Regions from separate parts of the Mus musculus genome. Here regions 2 and 3 are each linked to region 1. The links are chromatin contacts, called in public Hi-C and HiChIP or PLAC-seq maps. All regions are on one chromosome and are shown on one strand. The core of a region is the stretch at or near the end of the contact, and the rest is flanking DNA. Distances in the headings are between cores, read along the strand shown. Region 1 overlaps Aopep (aminopeptidase O). Region 2 overlaps Fancc (Fanconi anemia, complementation group C). Region 3 overlaps Aopep (aminopeptidase O).

Region 1 (3,597 bases), core at 447-2,946:
TCAAGGTCCAGCTTCCCAGCCCCAGGGTGAGGCACTCACTACAAGGTTCTCATGCTTCTGTGCTCAGAACTGAGACTACTAAAGGGGAGGAGACAGTGATGCAAATCTCTGTTCACTGGCTGGCTTCCAGCTCCGGTTCCCAATGACACCTTTAATGGCTGTTTTTCCTTTTGCCTAGAAATGACCTTCCATAAAACACTCCTCTTACAATTTATTCTTCCCTCCTCTCCAAATGAATAATTATTTAAAACAGTCCTTTACGTTGACAGGATCCCTAGCAGGGATACAAGCTCTCAGAGATTCCTGTTAAAGTGGACATAGGGCTAAAGCGAGCAGGGCACAGGCAAGCTCTGCAAGACTCAGGAGGAGGCTTTCAGGAGGAAAGACACTCCATCAGCAGAGACCACGAGCTTCTGTCTCTGGGATACCGCCACATGTCATGGTGCCAGCTCTATGCAGAGACACGATACAGAAAAGGCAGGAACCAAGTCTAGCCTGCCTCTCACAGTCACACAGAGGAAGCTCTCACACCCACCAGGTGCACATATAGATGAACCTTCCCACTTCTACTTCTGGAATCCCAGAACCCAGCAACACTGGCCTCTAGCTACAGATGGGAAGAGCAGACTCCTTGCAGAGGGTGAATGAGTAGTATGACTCCCTGGAGCAATCTAGCAACGATGTGTGCATTTTACTGCACATGTTTTATTTTAACTTAAAATGTTAAGGAAAAGCTGAGCATTCTAATGAATGGCTAAAGTCCCAGTATCTTAGAGGTTGGAGCAGGAAGAGACAATATGCAGCTAGGCAGAGCTACAAAGTGAGATTTTTCTCTCAAGAGAACCCAATCAGATAAATGAAATCCCAAAAAGGAAACTTTTTAAAAGTTAAGAAAACATGCAAATAAAACAGTATCCACTTTTCCCTCAGATCAGTGGACACATGGGTAGCAAAATGGAGTTTACAACTTTTGTGCCACAAAGGACTGGAAACAAATACAAGGGGGGGGGGCAGTAGAGGAAGTGGAGGTTGGGCTTGGAGAAACTTTTGCTTCTCTCACTGCAGACAACTGCTTACTACTATACTTCTTCTGTCCACTCACCCTCAACCTCTAGATGACAGAGGACGCTGTAGCAGCCACTCTGCAACCATAAGGTAGTGAGTCAGTGTACCCAGAGAGCAGAGGGGATAAACCCACGGTAAACCTTCTCTCTGGCATAAACTGAGCCCCACGTTAGCCCAGACTGCCTGCCTTCTGCCTGCTTCCTGTGTAAGAAACATATACACCATGTGTTGAGGTCAACTTTCCTTTACAGTCCATTATCCATACCCAGGTGCACACATGGCGGATGGAAAGCTGGGGTAGCACTAACAGCAACGTGGCCTGGGGAAGACCAGGGCCTCTGTGCTGTGAACTATGAGTCCTCTTCAGCACCCCGCCTCCCTTACAAGAACCTGATGAGGAAGGAGTTGTGAGGATGCCTATTAGGAGCTGAAGAACAGGGGTGGGTAGAAAAGATCATATACTCCAGGGCTTCCTCGAGAGGAAGGCCCTTACATAGCTCCGCAAAATCCTCAGGAGTGAGTCAGAGACTCTCTTTCCTTCTTAGAAGCTTTCTTTCCTCACTGCACAGCCTATGATGAAGTTCATATAACTAAAACCACGGTGTAAAAGCAAAGTGTTAGTCATGCTGCAGCTAGCAGGCTCCAGTTTACCCCTCTCCTGACATGCATGGAATGTGGGTGATCAAGTTACCAAGGTCGTCTGGGCTCATATGCTCTTGGTTTCTGTTGTACCTGGCACCAAATACAACAACCGAGGTGAACACGACCTTCCTCGACTCTACCCTGCCTCTCCTGCACACTCACAGAAGCTATCTGAATACTTTCTGAGTGATGGTTGTATCTGACGCATAGGGATTCCATTTGGAAAGGGGAGCCTTAAGAAAGGGCTGGTCCTTCTCAGCTATGATCAGGGGTAAAATTAAGAGAACGGCCTCTGTGAGGTGCTTAGTCACTTAGGTGTTTGGTTCTGTCTGACCTGCCCAGCTCACACAGATTATCTGCCAGCATCCCTCTTGTGCTTGTGGATGCCAGCTGCCAACTGCCACTATATGCTACTTGTCAAAGGTAGCCACCCCAACAAGGAGCAGAGCTTCATTTACACCCTAACTCTGAGGAAGTGAAACTCTTAAGTAGAAACTGCCTCTAAGTTCCATCTGAAATCCATAGGCACCTTGAAGACTAACAGGCAAAGTGCATGCTGGCTAAACACTTGGCTGTGAACACTGGGTGGGTGTGCCATGTGCAGCCCCATGAAGCAGAGTTCCCTCATCAGCAAAATCAAGAGATGGTGGCTGCTAAGACAGCTCAGTACAAGCATGGATGAACCCTAGTACCAACAGAAGTGCCAGGTGGAAAGTGGAGATGGGGAGAATGCTGGATAGATCAGCCAGAACGAGGAGATCCTGCCTCAGCGCATAAGGTACAGAGAGGTCAGAGAAGACACTCCAGAGGATGCATGTAGACAAGTGCTTTCACGCTTGCTAACATACCAACACAGTGCACACTATACTCACACACACACACACACCCCACTGCATACAAATGAAGCCTTAAGTCTTTGCAGCCTTTGTCTTTAAGCTGTTCTCTGATACCTCATTATCATCATCTCACAAAAAGGAGCAGTGAAATCCCAGTGCTGCTTAGAGCTGCAGGAAGTTGCACCCACCCTTCACCCACAGCTCACAGCACTCTGGGAAGAATGCACGGAACTCAGAGGTGAGGATGGACTATTTGGTTTTTGCAACACCTTTGTGTATAAAATGGCCAAAAGGAACAAAGACTTGCTGCCAGCTAGCACTTGCAGCGTCAATAAAGTGAACAGGGCAAACGCTGTGGACACTTGAACTAATATTGTGTGGGAGACTCTAAGCTTATCAAATAGATTTAACTGCGAGTCTAGCGAGTTTACTTGGAGGAGTTTCCTAGCAGGACCATTTGCCTGCATTAGATGCAGCCAGTGGAGTATCTATCACCCTAGTGCTGCTGACAAGGGCAATTGCTAAGATGACTTGGGGCAGAAGGAGGTGTGTTCAGAGGATCATGAGCAACACATGAAGGAGAGGTCACCTGCTAAACCAGGCAAGAAAGAACAGCTGGCAGAAAGGTGCAAACTCAAAGGAGTGAACACATTTTGATGAGCTGGGTAGAAAGCAAAGGAGTGAAACTTTATAAAGGACCAACTGTCAGGCGTCTCACATCTTTACTCCCAGCACTGGGGAGGCAGAGGCAGGCAGATATCTGTGGGTAAGAGGCCAGCCTGGACCACAGAGTGAATTCCAGGCCAGTAAGGACTATACTGAGAGAACCTGACTCAAACAAAGAAATTAATAAATTAACAAGCAGCAAGCAGCAATCATCACAAACCCAAAATGCCACATGATTCAGAATGGCAACAAATCTGAAACTCCCTCTAAGAAACAAAGCCTGAAACGGATCAAAAACAAGAGACAGGTAAATATGATGGCCTGATGGTCTGAGTAGGATGTCTGTCTGTCTGTCTCCCCCTCCTTTCCCCAAAACAATAATAACAAA
Region 2 (3,597 bases), core at 497-2,996, 140 kb before region 1:
TCTAGAAAAGATTGGGGAGCTTTCACCGGGTGTCACGTGGCTGTACTTTCCATTAACTGCTAACTGTACCCAATAGTGGTGGCCACCTGATTCTTAGGTGCTCATTACCAACTATGGGACGAGGATGGTGGGGAGGTGGATGGTGAAGGTCAGCAGGTGGAGTGTGCTGCTGAGTAGGGCCTGAGTCCTGTTGTCATAAAGTGCTTCTTAACCACTCATGAAACTTATTCTTACATACAGGCTTACTATAGAAAATGTGGTATATAACAGGAATACAAAATAAGTAAATAAAGTTTGCCCACAGCCCATGCTCAGAGAGAACCACTGCTGGCATTTTATGGGTTTTTCTGGGTACCAAGTACTTTTTCTTTTCTTAACCTAATGGAATGTGTCACTTTTCTGGAGCAGCCCCAAACTTCTCGTTTGCCTAATAATCCAAAGTTGTTATTGATAGGTTCCTCTTGTATTTCTCTGTTTCATGGTCTTTTCTTTTTATAGCCTCAAGCAGCCTGCCAACCTGCCATCTTCAGAATTGTTGATGAAATGTTCAGGTAAATATACTGTCTTTGGGAACAGTTGGTCTCTGGCTGGTGTGGGAACGTAGAGGTTTGCGCTCTTGGTAGTTAGGGGTGAAAACTCAGAAGTTGCTGTGCATTGAAAAGACAGCCTCCGGAGTGTGGTGGCATTCTTTAACCTGTTTATACTCAAATGAGGTAGAGAAGTGGGATTCATTTGGGTACTGAAATATCCATGCAGCGTTTGTCCCAGCTCCAAGTAAAGATGCAGTACAGCCCTTCACCACATGAGGGCTGGCTGGGCTTTGTCACAGACCTAAAGAAAGCCAAAAGGCACAAAACTATTTTGAACAGAAAGAACTCTCTGAAAGACAGAGGAAACGCCACATTTCAGCAGAATGGTGTTTTTATTTGAAAGACTAGGTCCTAGGAACTTGTGCTTTGTTTAAAGGACCAGTAACAAGAAGTGTGTAACACACCAGTTGGCTCTGCTCCGAAGTCATGAGAGTTGGCACCTATGGATTCCTATAGATACACTAAGGTCAGAGGTGTTGGACCCAGGAGCTAGTTACGGAAGGTTGTGAGCTGCCTGATACGGATGCTGGCAATGGAATTCAAGTGGTCTGAAAAACCAGCAAGTGCTCTTAACCACTGAGCCATTTCTCCAGACCTAGAAAAGGAGTGTTTGTTTGTTTGTTTGTGGCCTTAAACTCAGAGACCCACCTGCCTCTGCCTCTGCCTCCTGAATGCTGGGATTAAAGGCAAGCGCCATCAAGCCCCAACACAGGAAAGGAATTTTTACAACCAATACCTTACCATTTGTGTTGCTCTTGAAACATACCAACTCTTAACTTAAATGGCCACAGGTATAAGAAGACATGTTATTGTTTTTGTTTCGGGATAATCAAGTTTGAGATTTCTTTCTTTAAACAAAAAGAAAAGTTAGTTGTGTAAAAGGGCACGGAAACTAAACCAAGGACATCTAATTCCACAGCCCCACTCTGGTGATTCTGACTGTGTGTGTTGGAATCTCCACTCTCCAGGCAGCTCTGTCCTCACTGGTAAAAGCAGAACACTTGTTGCTAGCACTGTCTGGTTTGTGAACACCGAAGTACCCATGGGAAGGCCATATGAGAGAGGCTGGAAGGGTGGCTGCTCCCTCCTGCCTTCACTCAGGAGCTGCAGTCTGATGAACTAATGGGCTTGCATTGTGTGTGGAGCAGCAGGGTGCTGTCACCTCCCTTTGCTTTGTTCAGGTTTGTGCTGCTGGAAACTGACGGAGCCCCAGAAGTACTAGCTGCTCTTCAGGTTTTCACATCGTGCTTGGTAGAAGCTCTGAAAAAAGAAAACAAGCAGGTACCTCACCCGGGGGATGCTGCTTAGTCACTTCAGAGTGAAGCCGGCTACTGCTGCTACAGGCATTTGGTAACGAGCTGAAAGGATCTTTATTTTTCTGGTGTTGGAGACCACCCACAGCCTCACACGTGTTAGGCGCATGCTCTGACACTGGCTACGCTCCCAGCCTTGTTTTCAGAAATGTTAGTGGAGTCTTGTTCACAAAGAAAGCTTCCAAAAGACCACTCCTGTGGAGATGAAACATTTTCACTAAAAATAACTTAGGAGTTTGTCTTTCTTCCCCATGCCCTGTTCCTAGAACCATCTGCCCACTGCTGTGCCTGAGTGTGGCTTCACATTGGCCAGCTCTCTAGGGGGAGAATTCCCCCTGGCCCTCTGTGTTTGTCCTTCTGTTTGCATTTGGCCTTGTGGCCAATAAGAGACATGGAGTCTACCCAGGATGTACTATAGGAATGGCACACTGGGCGCTCTCAGTGATCACTGTCTTTATTCCCAGCAGAGCTTCAGGAGACAGGGGGATGGGAAAAGGAAGGCATTTGAAGAATGAGTGGAGGTTAGATGCCTCCAGTAGACCAGAGGACTCTAGGTTCCCATCAGCAGAGGTTGGACAGCAACTGCAAGGGCAAAATACACAGGAGCTTCTCCTATCTACAGCTTTGGCTGCTGTAACCAATGGCCACAGGGCTAATGCTTATGTGATGCTTGCCTCCTCAGAGTAGTACTGTTCTAGACACCTTTCTTGTGGGTTGTGGCCTCATTCCCTGTGATGCTGTCTGCCATTTGACTAAGGGCAGAGCTCAGGTGCTCAACCTACTAAAATCCTACTCAGCCCAAGGCTGTAGAGGTCTCTCGGGTTTTAGCAGGGGTTTCTGCTTTCTAGGGCAACTATAAACCTGCATGGTTTATTCTTACCATCCCTCTTTCCCTGGAGAAGTTAAATAGATGGAGCATACGCAGCCTGGCATCTGGGAGGAAACCTCGGCCAATGCACTGGCTGGTACTCACTGTTGTGAGCACAGCTGTAAGCGTATGCTGTCCTCTCTCACATACTCTTGGTTCCCCAGGGAGCAAACGGCCTTCAACTAACATCATCCTTGGATTCCCAGGATGCCCAAGTTGGGACTGAGGACAGGAGGAAGCTTTTTCCTCAGCTTGACTTGAGTGTTGTTCCGGGTTTGCCCTAAGTCTCTGCTGGTCTTGGTACTGGAGTAACGGTGCCTTTAGTTTAGGATAGTGTCTGCTGACCACATGTGTCTAGGGGTGAGAGTGACACACACTGGGCCCTGGCTTGAGGCAAGATAAGGATTCAGCTGCCTTTAACTCTACACAGGGGAGCAGCCGTCTCCTGACTTTGCAAAGCCTTCACATCCACATGTAATAATTTATTTTGTCATCCTGATGCTGCCCCTGACAACCTACCTACTGAACTGTGTATGACTGGCTCACTCCCCCTGACTCAGGTGCACACTTTATGCCCGGTCATGATGCTGTCCTGCTTAGTCCATGCTGACCCTCTCTCCTTTGCTTCACTTATTGATAATAACATACATGGCAGTGAAGCCACCTTCAGACGATACTTGAGCCACTGGTGGTGCTGACTCTTGTGTGCCCCTCTTCTGCCTGCCTCAGTAAACACACGCTGAGGTTGCATTCCTGACTCCTGTTTCTCCAAAATACATTGATTAGCCACACGGGACAGCAAAAGGGTTCTGGCTGGGGTCGTGTC
Region 3 (3,597 bases), core at 482-2,981, 140 kb after region 1:
ATGAGACATCTGTCTTACAAGCATGGTAGCAGCTACAATAAGACTCAAACATTTTCATCTTCAAAACAGAACTGAAAGTTTCTTTAGAGATAACTGGATTTTTGGAAGGATAACAGGACTTGAAAGGGACTAATTTTCAAGTCAAAAGAGATGATCTAAAAAGTTGGGTTTGGCTCTAGGTGCAGCTCAACTATGAGTACTCAGGCAGCACGCACAGAGCTCTGGGTGTGATGCCCACCACACTAAATACACCACAATTAGAATTCACTTCTCAAAGTAGGTACATCATAGCCTAGAAATGCTAACACCATCACCTGAGGTGCTGCTTCATTCACTGCTTGGAAAACTGTCCTCAGAACAGCTTTGGAGACTCTCTTCATAAGGAGGTAATAAGGTACAAGTGAGGAGAGGCAAAGATGACAAGGAGTCAGCCTCAGCTCGGTGGGTGACAGCCGGATACCAAGGGGATGTGAGTGTGACTTTGTATCTTACACTTGTGAAAATCTTAAATATTTGAGACGGGCATTTTTATAAAATGAAAAAATTAGAAAATCAAAGTCCTGTAGACACATTTTGGTCATATCAATTAGCAATAGTAAACTAATGTGGGTAGTCAAGTCCTGTATACCTGGTATATCACTAAAACTCCAAAGGCAGCAACCATCACACACAGCTATTTCTGCACAGGCAAGAATGCCTGATATTTAAAGAGTTAGTGGCAAAAGGTTGTTGTTAAATTGGCAGAGTCCTTGCCTTGCGTACAGGGAAATTAAATTGGTTAAATCCCATGCACGGCTTAGACAAGATATGGTGGGACACATTTGCAATGTGAGCACCTGGGAGGTAAAGGTAGGACACAAATTCAAGTTCATGATTGACTGCATAGCAAGCTTGAGGCTAGCTTGATCACCATGAGATCTTGTCTTAATTTAAAAAATAACAACAAGAATAAAAATCAATAAACAAAAACCAGTTTAAGGCCAGCCAGATACATGAGATTTTAAAAAGAAATTGTTGTTTTCTCTGAAAATTTAAAAGGGCATACAAAGTTTTCCTACTGGAAGCACTCATGTAACCTTGGAAGCTTTCTGCTGTCGGGTAGACCAACAGAGTGAAGCCCTCAGTGATGTCAGTGTGCTCTTATGTGACATATCATGTTTCTCTTCTCAGATCCAATGTAGTTCCTATCTTAAGACTATTTCTCTAGCCACAATCCCTTCTTCAGAGCTCCCTGCCCAAATTACTCCATATGGCAGTAATGCTTTGGGAAGGTCATTACAAATGCAAGCTGTATAGGAATACGTGCATTTATGAGTATATGATAACCACATTATATAAATATGAACACCACAGGAACATGTGTAAGCACTATGTACACACTGGAAGGAATGCAGGCTCCTCATTTCATTGTTCTTCCCCTCATGGTATCCTTCTCCATCCCCAGGTACTTCAGCAAACCCCAGCATTCTTTCTGTTACAACTGAGACACTGCAATTACATGACCTACTTTATGAGCTTTTGGCCCCTCTGGCAAAGCCTTGTCCACATCAGTCTTCCTCACTATTGTTCGAGGGCTGAAACTGGCATCAGGTGGGCCAATGCCCATCAGCTTTCCCTTACCAGGCCAGACAATGGCTTCACAGGCCAATGCCACCCTACACAGAGGTCTCAGGTCTCTCTCTTTGCAGGAAGTATAGCCCTGGACACAGACGACTAGGAGAGAATAACCTTCAAAGGTAAAAGAGCGCCACCTGCTGAAGCGAGAGGGGCTGTGTAGATTGTGAGCATCCCATGGTTTCAAGGCTTCCCTAAAGGAACACTGGCACCAGTCTACCAGATCTCCTAGATAGACATGACCATAATGAAGATGAGTAGCTCCCCTGAAACACAAAGGACATCAGTGGGCTGAATACCACCTTTCCAGATGGTTGGTCACAAGACAAACATTAATGCCTTGCATGCAAACATTCATGTATGTCTAATCCAAGAAAAATTTTACACCAGTGAGAATGGGCAAATAAAACATGCTGGCAGAAGCACTGTGGTCTGAGAGAGAGAGAAAAAAAAATCCTAACATACTCTGTGTATATACTAAGCAGAGCAAGGAGGCAAGCAAGCTAGTGAACAGCAAATCACAGAATGAAAGCCCTGGAAAGTGTAAGACATCATCTGAGTCCACATGAGCAATAGAAAAGCCAAACACAACCCTCACAATGTGAGGGCAGCTGTCTACTGGAAACAAGGAATACGTTCACTGTGAAGTATACTCTAAGGCACGCCCACCCCACTTCTTCATAGCATCTGCATGCAGTACCGAGGTTCTACTTCCAAAACTAGGACACTCTACCTTGCATTTCCTTTTTGTGGGCAAAGTACTTACTTGATCATAGCCACCCCTAAAGCTTTTTAATTTACTGCCTTCTCACATGGAGAGAATGTGGAGCATTCTCAACACTGCTATTTATTTTGAGCCATCAAAATAGGGTGGGGGAAGCTGGCTTTTTGTCTGGGAGAGTCTTGCTCCTTAGTCATTTTTCCTGGAATTTCCCAGTCATACGGAAGAGAATGTCAGAGAGCTGACATATTGTACAGTCCAGACAGAGAATAGCATTTTGCCCAAAGTGAAATAACGTTTATGCTCTTTACAATTGAAAAATGGGGGGGGGGGGAACCAGACAAAGATCCTAAAAAAAAATCATTAATTTGAGGAGTAGGAATATGCCAAATTAGATTTATAAAAGTAAAGCCAGGGGGCTGGAGTGACAGCTCAGAAGCTAAGAGCACACACTGCTCTTGGAGGTGCCAAGGTTGGTTGCCAGCACCCACATCCAGGGGCTCACAACTACCTAAAACCCCAGCTCCAGAGGATCTGATGCCCTCTTCTGGCCTCTGCTAGCACTACACTCAAGTAAACACAACTTAAAAATAAAATCTTGAAGAAACAAACAAAAATTACTAGAGGAAAGTGATAGCATAGTGATCTTCTTTTTAAACATGTGTGGTAGAAACCAGCAACCATGTTCATAGGGGAAGCTATGAACATGGTATTGCCTCTGTCATTAACTATGTGGTTTTAAATGCCTCTGCCAGGAGCTACTTCCATTTGATTTCATAGACCATATTCAACAGATACATTTCTGAGCCCTATTAAACACAAAGCATAGCAGGTAGAGATGGAGAGACTGGCATAGATCAATGGGTAACATTTCTGCCAAAATGGCTTCATGCTGAGGAAGGTGAGTAGGAGTTAAACAAGTTCATCTGTGGCCTTTCTGGGGAAGAAAAAAAAAAGAATAATGACTACTTAGCTAATAAAATTCTTATGATACTCATTGCCCAACAGCCCCTAACCATTAGCCTTCCTTTAAAGGACCATCAGGAGGAATGATTTCCTCATGGAACACAGACTCAGAGGGCTCTCTTCTAATTTTTGTTTCTTGCTGAATGGCTGCTACCATTTCTCTGATTAGCCCCAGATGGAGGCTGGCTCCCAACTTACTGAGAGCCTTCTCAGTAAGTCAGCTGGTGTCTGGTAAATGTGCTAATAGGGCTGATGAAGTGTCACTGTGATGGGCAGGGATGAGCTAGGCTGGGCAG

Evidence for each region. A called contact is a pair of places that touch in the nucleus more often than the background predicts. HiChIP or PLAC-seq counts read pairs in DNA pulled down with a chosen protein or histone mark.
Region 2: a contact with region 1 is called in a Hi-C map of uterus, with 3 times the contacts expected there. The contact joins two enhancer-like sites. A contact is called at or near these places in 5 of 39 promoter capture datasets (the C10 cell line, embryonic stem cells, hippocampal neurons and 2 more), 3 of 15 datasets of contacts at CTCF or cohesin (CD8 T cells, the NIH/3T3 cell line and large pre-B cells), 11 of 484 Hi-C or Micro-C datasets (Sertoli cells, Th1 cells, bone marrow-derived macrophages and 7 more), 7 of 115 datasets of contacts at active chromatin or transcription factors (CD8 T cells, T-cell acute lymphoblastic leukemia, astrocytes and 4 more) and 4 of 9 other capture datasets (adipose tissue, embryonic stem cells, liver and 1 more).
Region 3: an H3K27ac HiChIP or PLAC-seq map of embryonic fibroblasts shows a contact between it and region 1, with 17 read pairs. The contact joins two enhancer-like sites. A contact is called at or near these places in 1 of 15 datasets of contacts at CTCF or cohesin (the NIH/3T3 cell line), 16 of 484 Hi-C or Micro-C datasets (the HL-1 cell line, bone marrow-derived macrophages, cerebral cortex and 9 more), 5 of 115 datasets of contacts at active chromatin or transcription factors (the NIH/3T3 cell line, embryonic fibroblasts, embryonic stem cells and 2 more) and 4 of 9 other capture datasets (adipose tissue, embryonic stem cells, liver and 1 more).

Annotation. Positions count from the first base shown.
Region 1 is chr13:63,185,405-63,189,001 of GRCm38.p6, reverse strand. The region is part of intron 7 of Aopep (aminopeptidase O); the gene reads right to left. Among named protein-coding and RNA genes, the nearest start is that of Gm30409, 55 kb to the right of the region's middle. Within about 2 kb of position 1,696, at least 153 of the 459 cell types and tissues checked have an H3K27ac peak or open chromatin away from gene starts, as enhancers often do. A contact at or near this core is called in the HL-1 cell line, bone marrow-derived macrophages, embryonic fibroblasts and 3 more, where this site is marked.
Region 2 is chr13:63,328,795-63,332,391 of GRCm38.p6, reverse strand. It overlaps Fancc (Fanconi anemia, complementation group C), which reads left to right. Exons shown (of 15, transcript NM_007985.3): 9 at 499-551; 10 at 1,772-1,871. Among named protein-coding and RNA genes, the nearest start is that of Mir3074-1, 29 kb to the right of the region's middle. Within about 2 kb of position 1,746, at least 55 of the 459 cell types and tissues checked have an H3K27ac peak or open chromatin away from gene starts, as enhancers often do. A contact at or near this core is called in uterus, where this site is marked.
Region 3 is chr13:63,044,960-63,048,556 of GRCm38.p6, reverse strand. All of the region lies in intron 3 of Aopep (aminopeptidase O), which reads right to left. Among named protein-coding and RNA genes, the nearest start is that of Gm46422, 48 kb to the left of the region's middle. Within about 2 kb of position 1,731, at least 75 of the 459 cell types and tissues checked have an H3K27ac peak or open chromatin away from gene starts, as enhancers often do. A contact at or near this core is called in the HL-1 cell line, bone marrow-derived macrophages, embryonic fibroblasts and 3 more, where this site is marked.